Linked DNA regions of Mus musculus: region 1 is linked to region 2. A link is a contact called in public Micro-C data. All regions are on one chromosome and are shown on one strand. Each heading gives the region's core, a stretch centred on a gene start, on an enhancer-like site or on the middle of the called end of the contact. The rest is flanking DNA. Distances are from core to core; before and after follow the strand shown. Region 1 overlaps Enox1 (ecto-NOX disulfide-thiol exchanger 1). Region 2 overlaps Enox1 (ecto-NOX disulfide-thiol exchanger 1).

The links. Hi-C and Micro-C count contacts between places; a contact is called where the count stands out from the background.
Region 1: a Micro-C map of muscle stem cells shows a contact between it and region 2, with 2.2 times the contacts expected there. The contact joins two enhancer-like sites. A contact is called at or near these places in 1 of 15 datasets of contacts at CTCF or cohesin (the NIH/3T3 cell line) and 4 of 484 Hi-C or Micro-C datasets (adipose-derived mesenchymal stem cells, muscle stem cells, myocytes and 1 more).

Annotation. Positions count from the first base shown.
Region 1 is chr14:77,483,726-77,489,234 of GRCm38.p6, reverse strand. All of the region lies in intron 5 of Enox1 (ecto-NOX disulfide-thiol exchanger 1), which reads right to left. Gm6994 (predicted gene 6994) reads left to right here. Exons shown (of 6, transcript NR_033141.1): 4 at 3,156-3,229. Among named protein-coding and RNA genes, the nearest start is that of Gm6994, 20 kb to the left of the region's middle. Within about 2 kb of position 3,939, at least 59 of the 459 cell types and tissues checked have an H3K27ac peak or open chromatin away from gene starts, as enhancers often do. A contact at or near this core is called in the NIH/3T3 cell line and muscle stem cells, where this site is marked.
Region 2 is chr14:77,347,897-77,353,789 of GRCm38.p6, reverse strand. The region is part of intron 3 of Enox1 (ecto-NOX disulfide-thiol exchanger 1); the gene reads right to left. Among named protein-coding and RNA genes, the nearest start is that of Gm41217, 20 kb to the left of the region's middle. Within about 2 kb of position 1,644, at least 55 of the 459 cell types and tissues checked have an H3K27ac peak or open chromatin away from gene starts, as enhancers often do. A contact at or near this core is called in the NIH/3T3 cell line and muscle stem cells, where this site is marked.

The sequences.
Region 1 (5,509 bases), core at 2,690-5,189, 130 kb before region 2:
GCCTCCAGTTTTCCTGTACAGTTGGAGCTCGTTTAACGGCAGGGATATGTTCTGAGGAATGTATCACGGCTCCATTCCATGGGGGTGCGATCATCATGGAGTAGACTTCACAAACCTAGCCAGACTAGGGCAATCTTCTCATATGGCCTCTTCAAGCAACCAAGGGACAAAGCAAACATGAGGTGCCTGGAAGGTGGTAATGACCCCCTTTATAACAGGAGTTAGATGATGTGTTTCCTGCTTCCTTTAGCTTCTGGCTCCATAGTACACCCCTGTCTGTGGCTCTATAGCTCTTCTTTATGGTACAAGTTGATGGGCGATGTAGATTCCATGTTTTGTACTTAGCTGTGGCAGGCACACTGCGTTACAGCAACTTAGGTAAGCAGGATTCTACTCAAAGATGATCAGAGTACAGCATTACACACTGTACATAACTGTGTGGGGGACTGCCCTTAGGCCTGGCAGTACAATAGAGAGCATGTACTGTCTTGCATTGCAACCATGACCACTTATAGGAAAACATTAGCGCTGTTATATTTTTATGGGGCCGGCATCCTATGTGGAGCCTACCATTGAAAGAAGCATTGTTGGGGGCTGGTGAGATGGCTCAGTGGGTAAGAGCACCCGACTGCTCTTCCGAAGGTCCAGAGTTCAAATCCCAGCAACCACATGGTGGCTCACAACCATCCGCAACAAGATCTGACTCCCTCTTCTGGAGTGTCTGAAGACAGCTACAGTGTACTTACATATATTAATAAAAAATAAATCTAAAAAAAAAAAAAAAAGAAAGAAGCATTGTTAAGGGTACAGAACAACATTACAATATTCCTGGTGCAAATGTATAAAAACATACAAAGCATAAGCAAGTGAGGCTCGACTTTTGACCATTCTTGTCAAACTCTCTGGCTGCACCGCACTACCTGTCTCGTCCATTTCTAACAAATACCGTGCACAGCACGACCCCATGACCTGGCACTCTGGTCTTTCCATTTGAGTGGAGGAAAGAAGAGTCCGGGCATAGAAGCAATGAAGAGCAGCACACTGCTTCAGTCTCTTCTGCTGGCTCACAACAAGGCAAGACAACCTCTTCAATGACTGCTAACAGCACACATATGAGTTGCTGAGATACAGTGGTGTGATTCAAGGTGAAAGGTACGGTCGGGAGCCCCTGTAGATTTCCCTGTATAAGTCAGAGCCCCTGTAGATTTCCCTGTATAAGTGGAAGGAAGAGGAGATTCCAGGCTATTTGTTTGGTGAGTGCTTTTCTTTATACTCGTCATGTGTTTCCTTCCTTCGTTTATTTTTCTTTGGTTGCTCTTCAGAGAACACCTTTCTAGACACGAGTGTTTTGAAATTCTGATCAGAACTGGAAGGGGAAGGAGCTGGGGAATAATGGAGATGCCTGTACTTATGTGACACATTCACAAACCCTATGAATTTTTAATGAAGGAACAATGTCCACAATTAGATTTGAAATGAGGTTTTCTTTGTGGGCGCTCTTACAGTAAGTGGACTGTGGGTGGATTTTACTTTGTATTCTGTAAACGGTATCAGTGCAGAAACCGCTCCAGTTTAATAGAAAATAAAAGCAAATTGTTGATTGTTTACAGCTTTTCTCCCCCTCCACATTTACCAGAAGTGTGGCAGTTTTTAAAATTGTTTTCCATTTTACTTAAATGCCCCATAGACGCCAAAGCACTCAGTGGTACAGAATGTGACTCCAGTCATGACCCAAAGCTGTCCTTTCGCGTGGCAGGGGGGAGGTTTTATTTGTCTGATTTGTTTGAAACTATAAAAATAACCTGTAAATGTAGACCTCTGGGAAAGCAGATCTTAAACTTTGCCATTTGTAAACCTAGGCATCTCAAACGACTATCAGATAGTTTGATAGCTGAGAGCAGGAGACAGAGGACAGAAGCAATGGCGACTTAATTTGCATTTTGAGGCTGGAGCTAAACTCTCATGCTCAGATGGCTTCAGTGTGGACTACAGTCACATATCCAGGCAGCTTCCTACCATGTTTACCTGGTCTCCAAGGCCCTTCAGTGTCTGGCTGCCAGTATCTTCTGCAAGCCCAGGCTCTGAGACTTGTTTCCTCTCAGGAAGCACGGGGACTGTTAATCTCCTGTGAGACTGCCAGGCATGATCTTGGCTTGGTGATGCTGCATTTGGTGCCCCCGAGGTCCCTGCATGCCAGCCCTCTCCCTCCCCTTAGCCCAGTTCTGCTGACCCCACCCAAGTCCTCGTTCTTGGCCCTTCACTGGCCTCTAACTATAACTGCAACCCTGGTTAGCTTCTTTCTATAAGCCTTAGTTTTCTCTATAGATTTCTTGGGATCTGAATTTATATCACATGGAGATTCCCTTGATAAATTAGCCTTCCACAGGGATAGACTTATTTTTAATCATTTAAAAATGTTTCTTTCTGCTGAATTGCCACAAGCCAAAACAGTGCCTAATAGTATATACATAAATCCTGCCTCTCCCACACACTCAAATTCACTGAATAGTCATTATGACTGTGACTGCATATGCATATATGCGTGCACACTGCATTTCTTATATCTCTACTTTCTGTACTTTTGATGATGATGATGTCTGTGGCCTTAAGGACCCTGGAGGAAACTAGTTCTCCTGGGGGTAGCCGGTTTCTCCAGACATCATAGGGTCACTTGGGAGCCACTCTACAGATGAGAACCCACAGACCAGGATCCCACCATCTCCCAAATGCTTTTGGCTCTGGGTTTCTCCTGCGCTAGGTCACAGTTCTGCCCCCACTATGCCGGAGCTAGATGAGGCATGGCAGGTAATTGCAGATGGTTCCTCACCCCTAAATCTGTTTAAATTATCTGGCCTAGCCAAGCCTACACCTGTCTTCTTTCCTGGGAAAGCACAATAAGGGTCCTTGCCTAGCGTTCCTCTCCTGAGAATGATAGAGTGCATCCCACCCCTCGCTCTGCCATGGCATGATATGCCCCCTCATTTGGGGACCCATGAGTAGCTAACCATCTTCAGGAGTCAGGCTCCATATCGTCTGCCCTTCCTATTCCTACATGATTACAATATATTAATAAGGAAAAACTAAATTCAGAAATGCAAATATATAAACATATCGGGCGATTCACTTAAATAAATATAATTCTCTATATCTTGAAGGAAAATGTAATCACCAGAAGTTACAGCTTGCTGCATCCAGAAGAAATAAGATGATGCTGACATTTAAAAGATTTGTAAGTACTTTAGCCTCTATCTCACTCAGCCCTGAGATTAGCTTAGGATCTGTGTTGTTGTTGTTGTTGTTTTATTTTTTCATGTGTGTGTGTGGTTATTATTGTTGACTTTTTAAAAAGGGTATCATTAATTCAAGGGACTAGTCATGATTCTTTTATTCTGCCATTAGAGATAATTAATCTCATACAACAAACACGTTATGGAGTTTGAATGATGCAGCCATGTAGATTTGTCAATTGTAGGCAATGTACGACTTTGCTGGGAGTATTAGTAATGGTGCGGGGTGGGGGTAGGCGTGTCAGTGCCTATCTGAGTACAGGAGTGCAGGGGACATTTCCCTACCTTCTGTTCAGTATCACTAAGAACTTAGAAGTGGTCTAGAAAAATAAGATCTTTCAAAAGGAAAGTAAGTAAATAAAATCATACCTGTACTTATGCATTCTTTTTAAAAAAAAATAGAAGGAGATAAGAAATCCTGCCCCCACTTTCCTCAGTTATAGCTTACATGGCACAGCTCCCTGCCTCGGAGCAGTCAGCGGAGTTTTCGACACAGTAGAAAATAGTTGTTCCCCTTTCGTTCATTCCAAAGCCATGGTTCATGTTGTTCCATGGCCCACTGGCCAGATGCCGCTCTGTTCTCTGTTGGAACACACCTCCAGCTGGGCTACGCCAGGCCTGATGGGGGCACGGCAGTTCTACAAACCCAAGCTGGGAAAATGACCTTTGGTAGACTCTCATAAGTCAGCTCTGAGGAATGTGCTGGGTGGTTACCCATTAGGGGTAACCGGTAAGGACAAGAGCCGGAGGCTGAAGTCTTAGTAAAGCAGGATTTGGCCAGAGAGACAAGAAGATGTCCACAGGAATGGTCCGGGCAGCTTCCAGAAGGCACTGGAGGGAGTCTCAGCCTATCAGCTGCTAACCTTGGCACTGGACCCTTCATAGGGACTTGACAGCCCAGGCAGCTGTCTTCATGAAGTTGGATGCACGCCTGCTGACTCAGGCTACAGAACCACTGCCAGGATGGCCATTCTGTAACAACCACATATTCTGTAATAGAAATACTAGCGCCCACTCAAGGCAATAGTAACGGTGCAAGAATAATTTTTCAGCTGCCATGAGAGAGGTTTTGAAACTGCTTACAGGCTGTGGAAGCATGCTTTTCAGAAATTAATACAGAATTTGAGAATTTTTATCAAAGGGGACAGGAGTGCTCGCCATGGCCCTACAGCTTCCCTTCAGGCTGCTGGTATTCACATTTGCTGCCTTGTGTGTACCCACTACTTCTCCACGCCTCCCTCCTTTCTGACTCACATCAAGGCCCACCTTCTCTGAGGCACCTTACATGATCAATTCTTGCCTCTCTAACTTCAGCATTCCCTAAGGTGTGGGATTTAACAGGGAACAGAAAACCATTATTTTAATTTTTAATAGTTAAATTTGCTCTGAGCCATGTGAAATTGCTGTTTCTGTGGATTTAAAAGCTAGCCAAATATTAGCGCTTTCATATAGTTCAACCTAGTATATGACAGAAAGAAATATATTTTAAAAGAAGGACTTCACCATTTGTATACAATGAGACAAAAAATGAGTACTTTAAAGGCACATGTAGAAATAAATAAGTAAACATATCTCTTGACCACACAGCTGTAGTAAAATTATTAAACTTGTATCCACTAATGGAATTGAACAGTGGCATTCTGACAACCAGTGTTCTGTGTTCCTTATATGTCCCATTTTGTATTCATGGTAGCCTGGGGTGGGAAGGATCTCTGTATTTGGGTCCTTCAGCTGGTTCTCAAAGCATAAAGAGGCAAGAAGCACTTAGCATAATCCCTACCAGGTTGGTGGGTGGGGATGGTGTTGTCTTACCAGAGAACATTGGTTGCTTTCCTTCATGTTCATTTGAATATGTGAAACTGATGGAACAGAGGGTGCTGTTCTGGCCAAAAGTCTATAATGTAGAGCAGAGTAGAACCCAGGTGTCCCTGGCGGCTTTGATGGGCACCCACTTCACCAGCGCTCTGCATTACAGTGACATGTGGGTATTGGCAGCTTAGGGGCTGGTGATCTGGGCTCCTGTTTTGTAGCACAATATGCATAGCCTCCCCTCCCTTCCCCCAAACACACACACTTTCCAGGCCCACTGAGAAAGGAGGCTGTGAAAAGCCATCTTCTTTGGTGATATCCTGTGACGATTGTCCTTTATGCCCCCATAGCAACCAACTTTAAGTTCTTTTTAAAACCAAGACCTTGAAAGTATAGGAGGGTAATGTTTTCCA
Region 2 (5,893 bases), core at 395-2,894:
CTAAACAGACATGGGAACACTGTAGACTTTATGGGAAAGAGTGTTCAGGGGAGAGCAGGTCCTGACTCACAGCTGTATCTGTGCTGGCAAAGGACCGGGTAAAGCAGCTCCAGTCAGGGCAAAGGGCTGGGTGTCATCCAGATTCAGCCTAGAGACTGGCTATGGAAGAAGCCTTCTGTGCCTGCCAAGATGGGCAGGGGATGGGAAGAAAAATGAGTAATGGGGAAAGATGCATTCGCAAATAAGCAAAGGCAGGTAGATTCTGTGCTTCCTACAAGAACCAGGAGGTGGTTCCACTACCCTTGATGGTACTGATAGGATATCTTTTCCCCCATTCCTCCTAGTTCCAGAGAAGAGAGGCAAAGTAGTCTCTGTAAAGCCTATAGCCTCTGCTTCCATTTCTCCTTGAGAAATAGTGATTTATTCTCCCACAAGCTCCTCAGTTGCACAGAATCGATGACCCACTGTTCGCTTCCACCTTGCACAAGCTGCCCAGATACAGGCCTGGGGCTAAGCAGCTCAGCTTGGTGGATGGCTGAGGCGTCTTCTGCTTCTGAGTGGCTGCAGTGTACATGTGTGCCACATTCTCCACTTCAGCCGTATTGGTAACAAATATCATCATGGATACAAATAGAATTTGTCTGTCTCTTGCTTTTGCTTAGCGACATCTGAACTCGTGGGAGAAGCTGTGTGGAATGGTTATTGCTTAAAATCAGTTTTGGTAGAGCTTGTTATACAAATAAGAGAAAAGGGACCCAAGGCCTCCAGTCCTTGTTTGAGAGATGAAGGGGTCACAATGGCAAATCTCTTAACCCATGTTTGCTTTCTACATATTTACATATTGTTGTGGGAGGGGCCAGGAACTAGACTCATCCCAGAGACAAAAAGAACAAAGGACACAAGGGGATAGGGCACTCTGATATCCAGAAAGCTTTTCACATATTAAGAGACCATGGGCTTATCATGACAATTGTCTGATGAAAAATAAAGATTGCCATCTGGAATCTAAAGTACATTTATATATATATATATATATATATATAGTGTACATTGATAAACAAGAGGCAATAGGGAAATCAAGCTCAAATATAGGTCTTCCCAGGTCTTCTAGCCTTTTGCTGCTTAGAGAAGTCCCTTCCCTTACTAGGTAGGCTGTACAATTTTGTTCCTTGGCATTGGGATTTTCTCAGAGAACAAAACAATCGCCATGAAATGCAAAAACTAGATTGGCTCAAAGAATAAGACGTGGATTTTTACAAAGCTGAGGATGGAAGAATATAATTTTGACATCTCTCCTCTTAGAAGCTACCAAGGCCTTTCCAAATCCAGCATTCCATATGCCTGGCGTTTGGGTAAGGAGCCTCTGGCACAATGCAAGCAGCAGAGGGGAGTCAAGGACTAATGGATTCACTGGCTCCATCATCAGAATGCCCTGGGGAGCAAAGTGAAGGAAACAAGTTTGAGGGACTGTTGTGATAAGCAAGCCCTGAATTCTTCCACAGGAAATCTAGACTCAGCTGTGCTTTGAGACACACAAGCCACAGTGGAGCTCTTTGGGGTTAAAGTGAGGTGTGCTCTGTGCAGGGTAACGGTTGCTATGTGTTCCGTTGTGGCAACCATGATTCACCATGATTCACCAGGGCATAGCTGATCTACCACTGCTCTCAGCAATAATCCCACTGGAACCTCTCTCTGCTGCTAGAGGGATAATTACCTAGAGATCCCTGAGGCCAGTTCTTGCAGTTTTCACATAAAAATCACCTCTTGCATAAGACATGAAATTTAAAGTCATTCCTTCATGGACACCAGTGAGTCACTCTGTTGCCTCTGGGACAGATATAAATTATGCATTCTTTGATTCTCTTTAAATTTTTAGAGGCACACTGGGATGGAGAAGGATCTCATTGGTGCTAAAAATACAAAGCATTCCAGAAAGAAATAATTCCTGTGATATTAACTGCTTCTTTTGTTCTAGGAGTTCCCCCTTGGTCAAGACTATAACATAAAACACAGAAAACTAACAGCCAGCTTGCATGCTAATGACTGTTGGTGACAAGGACTCATTGAATGTCACTGTTCCATGTCCTCCTGCTGTCCATTTCTCTTACAAGAGTGACTTCTTTCAGAGGATGAATGGTCCCTATGAAATAAGCACCCTTTCTGGCATCTACAACCAAGAAGTCTCAACAATGCCTATGTGAGAACTCACAACTCCTTTCAGAGTCCCCTTTCTTGACTCCACACCTTAATAGCAGGAGGATTATGGGAACGAGGAGGTGACATTTTATAAATCCTTGGAACTAGTTTGACTTTTACCTCTTGATTCCGAACCTCACGGTAACGAATGTCTTCATGTTTCAGAGCAAGGTGTCACTGTCAAAATTAGCATGAAGGAAGTGTGATGTCTGTCACCGCAAGAAGAGAGTCCTGTGCATGCCTGGCTGCTCTGATGACCCAGTTCCCATCAGCGTCTGTTTCGTGCTGACCAGCTCCTCCAGATGTGAGCTGGCAGCATGGCGCCACAAGGCTGTTACCCAGACATGCCCAGAGAGATAGGGAGGTTTCTCCCTGCCTCCACAATCAACATGAACTTGGCTGTTCTTCTCATTATTATTCCAGGAAGGAAGGAATCCTTTAATATTCAAATCCGTGGCACAGGCACATTGCCTCAGATGTCTGGGAACTATCAGCCAAATAAAAGTAGTAAAAGAGTAACATCCAACAACTCTCGACCTCATCTGTCTGACCTTAGACGCTGCTGGCTCAAGTGTGTGGAGTTTTCAGACTTGGGGTAAATGTGAGAGGAACTGGAACATCTAGCTTCAATGGGCTCCTGAGGCAAACCTCTGTGTGCGATATTAATGTTCCAAGTTAAAAATTAGAAACATTTGAAAATGACTATTCTCCCAAACAGAAAGGAAAGTCACTGCTCAGATTCTAAAGGTGTGTGCCACAGTCACTGGAACACACACCCATTTTGTACAAAATGCCTCAGAGCCCTTGACCTAATGAGGTTACTGACAAGGGTATGAATGATTAGAACAGAAAATGAAACTCGCAAAGAATTTTCTTTGTGAACTACCATATTTCTCCTGTCATTTAACCAATTTTCATCCTCAAAAAATTACAACATGGGCTGCAAATCTTCAAGGCTAATGCTCCATATGACAGACTAAGTGCTATTTAGAAAGTAATAAGACTTGTGTCAAACTGGTGAGGAGGGGGGTGGGCAGGGGGGGGGAGAGGCCATGTGACAGACTCTGTAGGTGGGCAGGGGTTGTGAGAGGTTATGAAAGTGACACTCAGGAAAGTGAAGTGCCAAACAGCTTCCCACATCCAATTAGTGAAAGTGCATCGCTGTCAGCAGGATCCACACATGGGATGATCGCTTCCAACCTGAGCCTTCACAACACACACTCAGTTAACTGACCCCCAGTGTGTGACACTCTCGTTCCTCTAAAATCAATGCCTAGAGGGTGGTAATGGGAATGACTTCATGTGCACACCACACTTCCTGCAATTCACTATAAACTGAAATTATGAGAGACGGAAGAACATTCGGAATTCTGAAACTCCCACAGCTGATTGAAGCATGAGTTTCCGTTTGCCTTGTTGAACCTAACCAGAGCATTGTGTTCTCCAAACACCCATCAAGCCTGAGGGATCTGCAGAGAGACCAATATACGCATCAACGTGTGTCCTTCTGACAAGAAGAGCTGTGTGAACACTCACACAGACTGGATTTGGGGCAGAGAGACAGGGTGAGGAGGACTGGGCTGTTTAGATTGGCATCTGTGGGGTGACACCAAAAATTACTCTACATGCGCCTCTTACCATCCTAGAATCTAGGGGCCATGGGAAAATGTGACAGGGATGGAAATGGATTTATTACAGAGATGTATGGTTTGATTCCTTCCCTTGTGGGAATTTCTTCATTGTGGGGCATAAGATCAGAATGAGACTAAGAACATAGACAATATAAGAGGAGGAAGGGTAGAAGGGCTCGGTCAACGTGGTGAGAGGTGGGGGCTGGGGCAAGGAGAGCAGCCAGGGAAGCAGCTGGGAAGAGGATTCCTGGAAGAGAGCAGACATCTTGTAAGAGCTGATTGTTCAAAACTGCTAATTGCACTGAAGCTCACACACAGCTAACCATTAAAATGGCTGTGATTGAAAAATATATTGGGAATGGAGTGAATCACCTGTCTTTAAATCTTAAGTGTCACTGAGAAAGAATCACCTTGAAGATGCCCTGAAGGAGACTAAGGCTCACTCAGGATCTCTGTGGAATGAATAGAGTCTGGTCCCATCTCCACCCTTGATCTCTAAGTGGTTCTTGGGAAAGGAAGCAGGCACTAGCTGCTTTACCTGGTAGAGCTGAGAAAGAAGGTACCCCAAAGTACCTGTTTCTCAGAAACCCAAACAGAGATGTGAGGAAACCACAAGGTGGCTGTGTGTGAGCCCCCGCCTGGCTGTGGGAACAGGAGAGCTGGGCACCCATGGAAGTCAAAGGTGACTCTGACGGCTTCATGAGCATGAGCATCGTCCCAGCCACCTTCCTGCCACCTGGAATGTGTTTTATTAATGGTCCCTAAGATGCAGCTCTGCCTTCGGTGGCCCCTCATCTGTATACTTTTCTTGAGAGCATCACATTACAAGACAGTCTTATGTAGCGGTTATTAAGAGGAAACCGTGTGTCCCAGTGGCTCAGAGCAGCAGGATGAGAACGGCCACATGAAGAATGACACACAGGTGCCTCGGTCACTTAGAAAATGCCACATGTGGCTCTGTTTGCTCAACAGAGCCCCTGAAGGTCAGAGGAAACTTTACTCTAGTTCCTCTCTGTAAAAGCTTCCCATGAGGCCAGCCAGCATGAGCGCCACAGCGAGACAGGGGCACTGGCGTTGAAGGAGGAAGGGCGGTGGACCTGCCTTACCATGCTCAGGAGGTAAGGGCCTGCCCTGAAAACCGTGGCCAGAAGTGATATTTTAAAGTAATACTTTTAAAGCCACAAAATAAATGACAACAACAACAACAAAAACCCCAAGGAATCTTTAGAGTTCACATTCTCTTCAAATGAACTGACTTGGGCTAATGGATAGATTGTGACAGAAAACACAGTAACCGAAATGCTTTCTTCAACATAACACAATTCTTGGAAAGGTTAAGGACAAAAACAACAGGAATTTACGAACAGCAAAAGTCTAAGAACTGCAAATGCAAACTCATCTCTATCCTACTGAGATAGGTACAGCTCACTCATTCCCAGGGTGCTGAAGGCAGAGAAGCAGTGTGGGGGGTTTGAAGGAGAATGACCCCATAAGCCAGCAGTTCTCAGCCTATGGGTTGTGACCCCTTTGGGAGTGCAACAATTCTTTCACAGGGGTCACTCTAAGACCATTAGAAAATACAAATATTTACATTATGATTCAGAAGAGTAGCAAAGTTACAGAAGTAGCAATGGAAATGATTTTATGGTTGGGGGTCACCACAGCATGAGGAACTGTGTTAAAGGGTCACAGTGTTAGGAAGGTTGAAAACCACTGTCATAGACTCGTATGTTTGAATACTTGGTAGAACTGTTTGGGAAGAGTTAGGGCATTTGGTCTTGTTAGAGGAGAAGGATCACTTGGGTCAGGCTTTGAGGTTTCAAAAGACTGGCTCCATTCTCAATGTGCCTCAATGATTGGTTCCATTCTCTATGTGCCTCTCTGTCTCCCACTTGCAGGTCCAGATGTGAGCTCTCTGCTGTTCCAGCTGCCAGGCCTTGCTCCACCATCCAGCCCTGTAACTCTCTTAAACTGTCAGCCCAATTAAACTTTTCCCTTTCTAAGTTGCCTTGGTCATAGTGTTTGTCACAGTAACAGAAAACTAATACAGAGGCGGGGTGTATGTA